Regions from separate parts of the Mus musculus genome. Here region 1 is linked to region 2. A link is a contact called in public HiChIP or PLAC-seq data. All regions are on one chromosome and are shown on one strand. The core of a region is the stretch at or near the end of the contact, and the rest is flanking DNA. Distances in the headings are between cores, read along the strand shown. Region 1 holds the start of C9 (complement component 9). Region 2 has its middle 48 kb from the start of Gm16311.

What was found. HiChIP or PLAC-seq counts read pairs in DNA pulled down with a chosen protein or histone mark.
Region 1: an H3K27ac HiChIP or PLAC-seq map of extraembryonic endoderm stem cells shows a contact between it and region 2. The contact joins the promoter of C9 here to the enhancer-like site in region 2. A contact is called at or near these places in 9 of 39 promoter capture datasets (the 3T3-L1 cell line, 3T3-L1-derived adipocytes, embryonic stem cells and 5 more), 1 of 484 Hi-C or Micro-C datasets (Th2 cells), 2 of 115 datasets of contacts at active chromatin or transcription factors (differentiating embryonic stem cells and extraembryonic endoderm stem cells) and 3 of 9 other capture datasets (adipose tissue, liver and macrophages).

The regions. Positions count from the first base shown.
Region 1 is chr15:6,443,602-6,449,059 of GRCm38.p6, reverse strand. C9 (complement component 9) reads right to left here and starts at 3,714. Exons shown (of 11, transcript NM_013485.3): 1 at 3,577-3,714. The coding sequence starts at 3,659.
Region 2 is chr15:6,259,248-6,265,274 of GRCm38.p6, reverse strand. No RefSeq gene overlaps it. Among named protein-coding and RNA genes, the nearest start is that of Gm16311, 48 kb to the left of the region's middle. Within about 2 kb of position 4,749, at least 69 of the 459 cell types and tissues checked have an H3K27ac peak or open chromatin away from gene starts, as enhancers often do. A contact at or near this core is called in adipose tissue, extraembryonic endoderm stem cells, liver and 1 more, where this site is marked.

The DNA.
Region 1 (5,458 bases), core at 2,465-4,964, 180 kb before region 2:
GAGCTATTAGGCGGAGCAGAGCTCTGTTTGCCCCAGGAACTTGCTGGGCTCTCAGATGAAATGTGCTTATCAAGTATAGCCCATCTCCCAGCGTTTCAATCTCAGCTGGGAAGGCGCTCGCTCCCCAGATCAAAGTAATGCACACCCGCACCACGGGGGTCAAACTCTGGGCCAGAAATGCATTAAAGGAAGGTCCTGTCTTCCCTCCAGGAAGAGAAGTTTCCAGAAAAAAAAGAAAAAAGAAAGAAAAAGAAAGAAAGAAAAGAAAACCACTGTGGCTGTTCACGTTCAAAACAGTGGACTTGGTCCAAGCAGGAAGGCATTTGCTGTATGAGGAATCGTTAGCTGTGGTGAAATTTCAGCTATTTGGGACTGTATGTTAAACTCACATAGCTTACGAAGATAAAAAAGATAATAAAATGCCCAGAGTTAACATTTTAAGGCACATCTCTGAGTCTATAACACTTATTGTATGCATTCGCAGTGATCCGGTATACAACAGCCTTTACGAAGGACCCGCTACACATCAGGAGCAGCAGGTATGAGACAGACATTTCATTGTGGGTGACTCATGCAATATGGAGCATCTGTTAAGATTTTATGAGTTTAGAGGAAATAGCATCAGCCTTGGGCACACAGCTGTGAAGCGCTAGACACTGGACTCTCCAGGTAGCCTGGCTCCTGAAGCTATACTCTGAGCCGTTGTTTCCTTTTCATACTGGTTGTGAAAATTTTCCATTCTACTACCCAAAGGAACATCTGAGAGGGTGATTTCCCCAGGACCTATTCTCCTGGGAACTCACCTTGAGGTGAGAGTTAGAAATATCTAGTTTACCATTATCAAAGTTCCACGGGACCCTGTGGCATCCCCTGAGAGCTACTGTAACTCCAATCCTCCAGAATAAGGAATCATTTGAAAGCAAAATGAACAGTGAAATCATTATATATATACATATAGGTATATATATATGAAAAATACCTGATGCTTATTGGGTTTTTTTCTACATGCCTGAGGTTGAAGCTTGAAGTATGTTACACATGTGATAACATTCACATGAGAACACTACAAGATGAAATCTGTCATCATAAGTGTATGGATTGAATTGTGTTCCCTTGCAAAAATGGACGATATGCTGAGGTTCTAAGACCTGGTTAGAACTCGAGAATGTGAACTTATTTGTAAATAGGATCTGGGTAGAGATGACTGAGTTAAGATGGGATCATGGGAGTAGGCCCCAATCCAGTACTCCTGGTTTCCATATAAAAGAAGAACTCTGGAGGCTGGTGGGGGGTGGGGGGAAGACGACTCCGTAGGTAAAACGCTTGCTGTGCCAATGTGTGAACCCGAATTTGACCCCAGAGTGACAGAGTGATTTTGGCTTTCTCAACATCTTGATGTCAGACCTCCAGCCTCCAGCCAGGGAGACAGATAACTTATTTAAAACAATTCATTTTTGGACTTTGCTATGGCAGCCACAGGAAATAACCACCATCAGGGTCTTATGGATCAGCGAACTAAGGGAAGGAGACTCTGAGCTATTCATGCCAGCCTGCACCGCTACTAGTCAACGGGGGTTTAGCCTGCAATACTGGTAGACAATGGTAGCCTGATGCGAGCTATGAACTTCTGAAGAATATATATGTGTAGAAATCATTTGAAATATTGCTGCTGTTGTTTAAGCAAAGGGTCTCATGTAGCTCAGGAAGTCTCCGAACCCTCCATCTTAAAGGACACAGCACAGAGCGTTCTGAGCAGGGCCGTTCTGGCACAGGCTGAAGGGCATGTCTGTGAGAATGCAGAATGCTCAGCACAACTGGAGACTGCAAGTGCCAGGATCTGGGGGCCAGCCAGGGTTCTTTCTGGCCCCCATGAGTAAGACCAGATCCAGGAGGTGTGAACATCAAAGTCACCGCGATCTTCCCACAGCCTTTCAGTTTTGAGCATCGGTCCAGAAATTTGAACTGTTTAATTGTTTTAAGACCCTATGAGAGGGTCAGGTTAATTACAAGAATGCCAAAGCTGCCTTCTGTAACTGTCTTTGCACACATACCGTCTGAGTTAAGATACCCGGAAAGTGAAGCTATTTTCTGAACAGAGAGATAGTGATTAGGTAATGTCCGCAAAGGAGGAGGGGAGAAGGGAGGAAAGCCTTGGCTGAACAGCCTTCCCAGAGCTACATGAGCGGTATCTCCATTGTGAGTCCTCTCCTGGAAAGTGAACCGCAACCCACATTGGTGGGGGGAGCCCAGGCCGAATCGCCTCTACCTCCGCAAAGGTGAAGGCAGACAAAGGTGGCTAGCTAAGTCAAAATAGGCTTTGGTTAAACTTAGGGGAATTGAACTGGACACAGGACATGATTAATGCAGACGGAGGAAGAGTGTCCAGGCATGTGTTGGTGTTGGGGCAATTTTCTGTTCTGTCCTCAGAGAACAAGCTATAATGGACTACATGGGTTTGTGTCTTCTGTGATATTTACATGGAAGGAAGGGAGAGCTTCAAGCAGCCGTGATCTCTAGCACTTCTGGGTGCAGTGATGTGCAAGAGGCTTTTACTGTCCCCTTGATTTATTGGCTGGGTGTATTTGGCATGGTGTCACACTCTGTTTTCTGTTGCTGACACAGAATGCCTGATGTGGGTGATGCATACAGGAGAGAATTTTACTCTTCTCACAATTCTCATGACTACAAATTGCAAACAGGCATCTGGACAGGATTCCTGTGGTTGTGTCCTAACATGGTCACTAGAAGCAAAATGGGAAGTTCCTGTATTCAGAAGAGTCACATATGTAAGGAGACATGAGTTGGAGGAAGAACCTAGCCAGACAGATCTGCTAGGAGCCACTCCTGCTAGGCTTGGCCCATTCCTCAGAGATAGTCCATTTATGACTGTGGAATCCTGAGACCTTCTACCCCTTAAGAGCTCCACCACCTCTTTCTGCTGCCACACCAGGGGACTGAGTTTCCAGCACATGCAACCTCGGGGACACCCTTATACCTTATGGGTTTTGCAAACCCAAGAAGCATCGGATAAGAAGGAAATAAAGAGGCCGTGCTGGAAGCAGAACCATCGAAGCTGTACCATGGCAATTCTTGGGTAGAGCAAATAGACCCTCAGACCCAGGAACCAAAATGTGGACCACGGAATGGAATGTCACAGAAGAGAAGACAAGACAAATAGTTAGCCTTTGCTTAATGTGGGGGCCAAAGGGCCATGCAGCCAACAGTTAAAAATTATTAGGTTTTGAGATAAAGGACACAAATATTAACTTTCCTCATTGTGAATTTCTCAGCCCATAGACACTGATCAGCACTGATTTATCAGAAACTGGAGACAACCGTTTCTTTTTCCCTCTGATCCTAAATGTTTAAAGGAAATATCTTAGCATTAACATTTCAGTCCCTCCTTTAGCACAAACACCCAGAAGCATGAATACACTTGTTTAGAAAGTTGAAATCCTGGGTGTTGTATAGGTCACTGTTTAGCTTAACCTTTATTGTCCCTACTTTGCTGTTAAGCCCTGGACAGCAGATTCCACAGTAGAATTCCAGAGATAAACAGACAAGCTATGGACTCACCTGGAAACGGGTATTGGCATCTGTGCATTGACACCCAAGGCAAAGATGGCAAGGGCTAAGGTGATGGCCATGCCTGAGGCCATGCTGCTCCTCCTGGGGAGCCCTGGAGGCTTGCAAAGCATTCCTTTGCAGCCGGAGGACAAGGGGCAGTTCTGTTCTGGGTTTTGTTCATAGGTGTTGGCTTAGGCTAAGTGTCAAGGTCCAACCAATGGAGAGTCATTGTAATTCCTGACTGCTATTTTCCCTTATTGACAAAGTGTCATTATGCAATAAACCAAAAAAAAAAAAAAAAAATGCCAAGGTGGGGAAAAATTAGGAGCTGGGTTAAAAATAAAGCAACCAATAAAACAAAATCCTAGCAGTTCTTTCCTTGGGAGACTCTGGAAGGGAAGCTAAAGAGAGAGGTATAATTTGTGGGAGAGACCTATGGATTATTCTTATAGAGTCCTAGGCTCAGAATAACTACAGAAAGAACACAATGAAAGATGAGGCATAGGTGGGGGATATTCTAAGCACCTCTCCCTCTGAAAGTCAGATATGTGGCTTGTTTCCACCCAAGCAAGGTAACGTGTGGAAATGTAAGCTTTTTGTGTATAAGTTACACACCTCTTATATGTATATTTTTCTGAAAAATGCAAAGTAAGCACCACAAGGCTTTAGCAACAGCCACCAAATGGATTTGGCCTGATTATGATGGAAGCACACACCAAAAGGATAGGATTATCCTCTGCCATAAGGAACACTGCTTGCCTGACATCTCCACATTCTCCAGGGCCATTGAGAGGGAAAGGTTCTGGAAGCGCTGATGGGTGTGGACCGTGCAACCTCTCTGAGAGCACTGATTAGTCAGGAGAATGACCCAGGGATGTTGCAAGTGTGGAAGGCTGTTAGTCTTTATCTTACTCAAATTTAACTGACTGGGGCTTCTCAATTCTTCCTAATGTGTGGCTAGGGTTGGGACTTAGAATACACAATGGGTGTAGAGAGATATCTGATGTGTTGGAGGTTTGTGGGTAATATATTATGAATTTACAATGTCTCATGACACTCTTTTTATCTAGTGTTTTGTTTGTTTGGGGCAGGGTCTGATAGGGTAGTTCAGGCTAGCCTGAGACTTGCTGCAGCCCTTCTGCCTAGACCCAGTTGCTACAGTTACAGGTATGAGCACATACCCAGCTGTTCCTAGCAGTTTTGTTTTGTGGAGGCAGATTTGCCTCAAACCCTCCCCTTGCATAGTTGAGGATGACCTTCAACTCCTGATCATTCTGTATCCATTCCCCAAGGATGGAGACTGCAGGCTTGCACCAAGTTGCATGGCTCCCTGATACAGTTCTTAAGAGACATTCATAGAAAATGATTAATTACAATAGAGCAAATCTTGAATATTAGCATAGGCAAAGGTAAAACAGATGTCTGTCTGGTTGGTGGGATGACAGAGCTAGTTATTTTAGGACCATCTTACCTATGCCACTGAGAGAAAAGTCTCTGATCTCCCTTTTCTTAATTCCTCCTTTTCTCATCCAGAGCTTGAGTTAATTAATTCCACCGACTTCTCAGCTTACAGTGGAGACCATGTGCTTGCTTGACATGTAAGTCATGCAAAATTGTCAAGTAATAAGACTGATTCTTAAAGGAGTGCTCATAGCCTTCAGTGAATGAATCCATGCCAGAGGAACACTTTCCACTAGCCTTTGATAGTGACAGGTGGCGGGCATTTAGACTCAGTCCAGTTCTGCCAGCTTTGTCACAATACATGGGAGACTCTTGTATGGTCCCTGTTACCACTCCTTATTTTATTTTCTCTCAAAATGTCCATTCCTTGAGATGAAGGCATTTCAGTTTCAAAGTGTGGCACATTGAACTCCCTTTACTAGAATCTGCT
Region 2 (6,027 bases), core at 3,500-5,999:
TTGAACTCAGAAATCTGCCTGCCTCTGCCTGCCTCTGCCTGCCTCTGCCTCTTAAGTGCTGGGATTAAAGTTGTGCATCACCACCGCCTGGATATTTATTTATTTTATTAGATACTTTCTTTATTTACATTTCAAATGTTATCCCTTTTTCTAGTTTCCCCTCTGAAAATCTCCTATCCCCTCTCCCCTTCCCCTACTCCCCAACCTACTCACTCCTATTCCTGGTCCTGGCATTCCCCTATACTTGGGCATAGAACCTTCATAAGACCTAGGGCCTCTCCTCCCATTGATGAGCACTAGGCCATCATCTGCTATATATACAGCTAGAGCCACAAGTTCCACCATGTGTTCTCTTTGATTGGTGGTTTAGTTCCAAGAGCTCTGGGGGTACTGGTTAGTTCATATTGATGTTTGTCCTATGGGGCTTCAGACCTCTTCAGCTCCCTGGGTACTTTCTCTAGCTCCTTCATTAGGGACCCTGTGCTCCATCCAATGGATGATTGTGAGCATCTACTTCTGTATTTGGCAGGCACTGGCAGAGTATCTCAGGAGACCGCTATATCAGGCTTCTGTCAGCAAACTGTTGCTGGCATATGCAATAGTGTCTGGGTTTGGTGGTTGTTTATGGGATGGATCCCAAAGTGGGGCAGTCTCTGGATGGTTGTTACTTCAGTCTCTGCTCTGAACTTTGTCTCTGTTACTCCTTCCATGGGTATTTTGTTCCCCTTTCAAAGAAGGATTCTGAGCTTCTGGGCTAATATCCCCTTATCAGTGAATGCATATCATGTGTGTTCTTTTGTGATTGGATTACCTCACTCTGAATGATATCCTCCAGATCCATCCATTTGTCTAAGAATTTCATAAATTCATTGTCTTTAATAGCTGCATAGTACTCCACTGTGGAAATGTACCATACTTTCTGTATCCATTCCTCTGTTGAGGGACATCTGGGTTCGTTCCAGCTTCTGGCTGTTATAAATCAGGCTGCTACGAACATAGTGGCGCATGTGTCCTTATTACATGTTGGAGCATATTCTGGGTATATGCCCAGGAGTGGTATTGCTGGATCTTCTGGTAGAACTATGCACAATTTTCTGAGGAACCGCTGGACTGATGTACAGAGTGGTTGTACCAGCTTGCAATCCCACCAGCAATGGAGGAGTGTTCCCCTTTCTCCACATCCTCCCCAGCATCTGCTGTCACCTGAATTTTTGATCTTAGCCATTCTGACTGGTGTGAGGTGGAATCTCAGGGTTGTTTTGATTTGCATTTCTCTGATGACTAAGGATGTTGACCACTTTTGTAGGTGCTTCTCAGCCTTTCGGTATTCCTCAGTTGAGAATTCTTTGTTTAGCTCTGTACCCCATTTTTAAAATAGGGTTGTTAGGTTTGCTGGAGTCCAACTTCTTGAGTACTTTTTATAAATTGGATATTAGCTCCCTATCGGATTTAGGATCGATAAAGATCTTTTTCCCAATGTGTTGGTTGCTTTTTGGTCTTATTGACAGTGTCCTTTGCCTTACAGAAACTTTGCAATTTCGTGAGGTCCCATTTGTTGATTCTTGATCTTACAGCACAAGCCATTCCTGTTCTGTTCAGTAATATTTCCCCTGTTCCCATATCTTACAGGCTCTTCCCCAACTTCTCCTCTATAAGTTTCAGTGTCTCTGGTTTTATGTGGAGTTCCTTGATCCACTTAGACTTGAGCTTTGTACAAGGAGATAGAAATGGATCAATTTGCATTCTTCAACATAACTGCCAGTTGTGACAGCACCATTTGTTGAAAATGCTGTCTTTTTTTCACTGGATGGTTTTAGCTCCCTTGTCAAAGATCAAGTGACCATAGGTGTGTGGGTTCATCTCTGGGTCTTCAATTCTATTCCATTGGTCTACTTGTCTGTCACGATACCAGCACCATGCAGTTTTTTATCACAATTGCTCTGTAGTACAGCTTTAGGTCAGGCATGGTGATTCCACCAGAGGTTCTTTTATTGTTGAGAATAGATTTTGCTATCCTAGGTTTTTTGTTATTCCAGATGAATTTGCAAATTGCCCTTTCTAACTCAGTAAAGAATTGAGTTAGAATTTTGATGAGGATTGCATTGAATCTGTAGATGGCTTTTGGCAAGATAGCCATTTTTACTATATTGATCCTGCCAATCCATGAGCATGGAGGATCTTTTCATCTTCTGAGATCTTTGATTTCTTTCTTTAGAGAGTTGAAGTTTTTGTCAGACAGATCTTTCACTTCCTTGTCCATTCCATCCAGGTTCTCCAGTTTTGTTGAGTATAGGCTTTTGTAGGAGGATCTAATGATTGTTTTGGATTTCTTCAGATTCTGTTTTTTATCTCCTTTTCCATTTCTGATTTTGTTAATTAAGATACTGTCCCTGTGCCTTCTATTTAGTCTGGCTAAAATTTTATCTATATTGTTGATTTTCTCAAAGAACCAGCTCCTGATTTGGTTGATTCCTTGAATAGTTCTTTTTGTTTCCACTTGGTTGATTTCATCCCTGAGTTTGATTATTTCCTGTCTTCTACTCCTCTTGGGTGAATTTTCTTACTTTTGTTCTAGAGCTTTTAGGTGTGCTGACAAGCTGCTAGTATATGCTTGCTCCAGTTTCTTTGTGGAGGCACTCAGAGCCATGTGTTTTCCTCTTAGGACTGCTTTCATTGTGTCCCATAAGTTTGGGTATGTTGTGGCTTTATTTTCCTTAAACTCTAACAAGTCTTCAATTTCTTTCTTTATATCTTCCTTGATCAAGTTATCATTGAGTAGAGTGTTGTTTAGTTTCCACGTGTATGTGGGTTTCCTATTATTTATGTTGTTATTGAAGATCAGCCTTAGTCCGTGGTGATCTGATAGGGTGCATGGGATTATTTCAATATTTTTGTATCTGTTGAACCCTGTGAATTAAGTCAGTGTTCATTGGCTTTTTACCAAATTGTCTCATTTTAAGACACACAGATCCTTCTATCCTCGTTTCTAGTTTCTTTATGGATTCTGATAAACACTCTTATAAAAAACTCAGCCCCTGGAAAACAATTTCCATGCCGGATTGAATGACATAAGCTTTTACATTTTCCAAGTTATAACTTCAGGATGTAACATGCCTTAAAGTGACCTGGAGCTCTGTTCAGCAAATGCACCACAGTTTTGCAGCTCCTTCAACTTTGCTTTTTATAGGTGACTTTTGTCAGAGCATGCCTTTGAGTTATAATGCTGAATGCCATTTCTGACTTTCATGAACTGTTTCAAACTACTAGGCCACGGGCAATTGAGTCTACAGGAGTATACTAAGATGGTGTCCGAGAGAGCAAGAGACTGCAATTTTAAGAGTACATGGTTTTCTGCCACTGCTTCTTAAGGTATAGCAATAGCTATATTCCATCTCTGGGTGAAATAACAATACAGTCTGCAGCTCTCTCTCTCTCTCTCTCTCTCTCTCTCTCTCTCTCTCTCTCTCTCTCTCTCTCTGTCTGTCTCTCTGCGTGTGTATACACAGGTGTGTGTTAGAGAGAGAGAATATCTCATTGAGTATTAGTGATCTGAGTTAATTTTATATAATACTATGAATATTTTAAAAATCTGTAGCTGGTAAACACATAAAAGACACATCTTACTTTTAACTGTGTTTGTAGGTGTGTGTGCATCTCTTGGTGTTATGTGCATGTGTGTTTGCATCTTTGTGTGTATGTGTGTGTGTGTGTGTGTGTGTGTGTATGTGTTTGTATGTGTGTATGTGTATGGATGTGTCTACAGAGAGAAACAAATAGGCCTGTAAGTGTCTTGGGTTTGACAACCATCATTTAAAAGAATATAAACACACTCATATAGTTTATATGTACCTTTTTAAAGCTATGCAATAATATTTATATGTATATGCATGGTTTTAGAGATCCTGCTTGGTTGGGTGTATTTCCCCCTCTGACCACCATATAACTCTGTTTTGAATGTGAAGTAATGAGCTTAAAATATTAATTATAGACGCCAAGCTCCTCTGAGTCACACAGTGCCCTTCCTCCAGCCCATCCCACCCCATCTCGTCCTGCTGTTATTTTGGTGCATTTGGCAGAACCCATTTTCTTTAACGAAACAGACATTTCCTTTCCCAGATATGAGTCCAAGTTCCAGACTTAAAAAAAATCAAAAACCTAACAATTGATGCTTACTTTATCAAAGCTGTTCTTTCTAGCTATAAATCGCACATGTATTATTATTTGCTAGAGGGTTAAGTGTCCGTTCTTTCATCAGAAATTCTGATTTCTAAGGTACAGGGATGTCCACTCAGTAAAGCAATTTATAAACTTGTGCTCCTGAGAATTTTACCCACCCCTCCTCCTCTACTTTCCTCTTGGCAGGAGAAGGACCTTTGTCTTACTAATACAAAACTAGAAAGAACTTTATACCTGAGACTTAAACATTAAACAAAAGTATATCCATTTAAAATATTTGTCCGGATGGTAAACAAGAGGGGTTAGCTCAGCCTTGGAATCAGTTGGGGTGGACTTCCTGAGGGCAGAGTGGACAGAACCTGCCTGTTTTGTTCTTCCAAGGCAGAGGTTTGATCTGGAAACAGTAAAAAGCTTTCTTTACCCCCAAGTCTAAGGAATGAGAAGAGGGTTAAAAAACCAAGCAGGAACAGAGAGCAGCTTCAGAGGCTGTGTGTGCCTTCTTGCTTATGCTGCAGTTTAAAGGATTACTTCCATGTTGGTCACATGGTCTCAAGTGTTCTCTCTCCCTTGCTACAAATTCATTCCTTCAAAAGCCAGAAGTGACTGAGTAATTGCAGATGTACAGTGACTACCAGACTGTTCTTTGTCACCACTTTCCTGTTTCAGTTGGGAGGAAGTGGCTGAGTGAGCTTGAGACTCGAGGGTGGGGAACAGATCTATTACAATGACCCTGTTAGCCCCAGCCTAGTTTTGCCTTAGTGAAGGGGTGATGAAAACACTTTAAACAGTTGCCAACATCCCAGGAGAAAATATTTGACATCTCACCTATATCAACAAGCAAGAGTTAAAGGTTAAATCACACACAAGTCAAGTGCTGGGAAAAGGATATGTTTATGTCATCAACTTTCTTTGTTCTACCAGGGTCTTGTGTCAACAAGGAGACACATTCCCCATTCCTGGCTGGAATCACCGAGACAATAGAGATTGATGACAGACACTTTGGGCAGGAGCCTCAAGCCAATCCCCTTCTAAGCCTTTGTCCTTTGCCTCTGGTTGGGGGGCACCCTCACCATTCATCAACAGCTCCGAACAGCCATCTGTTTAGGGTGGATGACCTTCCTGTGTCTTTACCAGGATTCTTGCGATTCTGAGCACCAAGCTCAGGGTGGAAGCAGGAAAAGCAAGGAAGAGGAAGATACTGGGATTTATACTTTTCCTGTATTGATCTCAGCTCCAACACTTTATCATCCAGATGCAGTGCTTGGCATGGCTGGTGTTCACATGCAATAGGTTCAGTGAGAGAGGGGGATCTTCTGGGGACAGCTCAACCTCTGAGTCAAGATAACTTTAAGTCAAACTTTGTGAGGAAATGAAAATATTTCCAAAGGAAAAAAACACAGAGTTGTCACTATGGAGACAATAGGTAAGGAAGGGAGGAGTAGTGCAGCAAGCATAGTAGTGTAGTCCTGTCAGTCTAGCACGCACGGAGTCCAGGCAGTAGAATCATGAGTTCAAAGACCAGCCTGGAGGCTACAGAAGTGGCTCAGTTGGTAAAGTGCCCCATGAAAGCACAGCAACCAATGTAAACTTGGATCCCCAGCACCCAGATGAAAAGCCATCCATGCTGTAATTCCATTGGTTGGGGACAGAGGCAGGTGACTCTATGAAGCTGACTGTAGGCAAATCATTGAGTTCGGTGAGAGGCCATAACTTAAAAAGTAGGTGGAGGGGGCTGGAGAGATGGCTCAGCGGTTAAGAGCACCGACTGTTCTTCTAGAGGTCCTGAGTTCAAATCCCAGCAACCACATGATGGCTCACAACCATCTGTAATGGGGTCTAATGCCCTCTTCT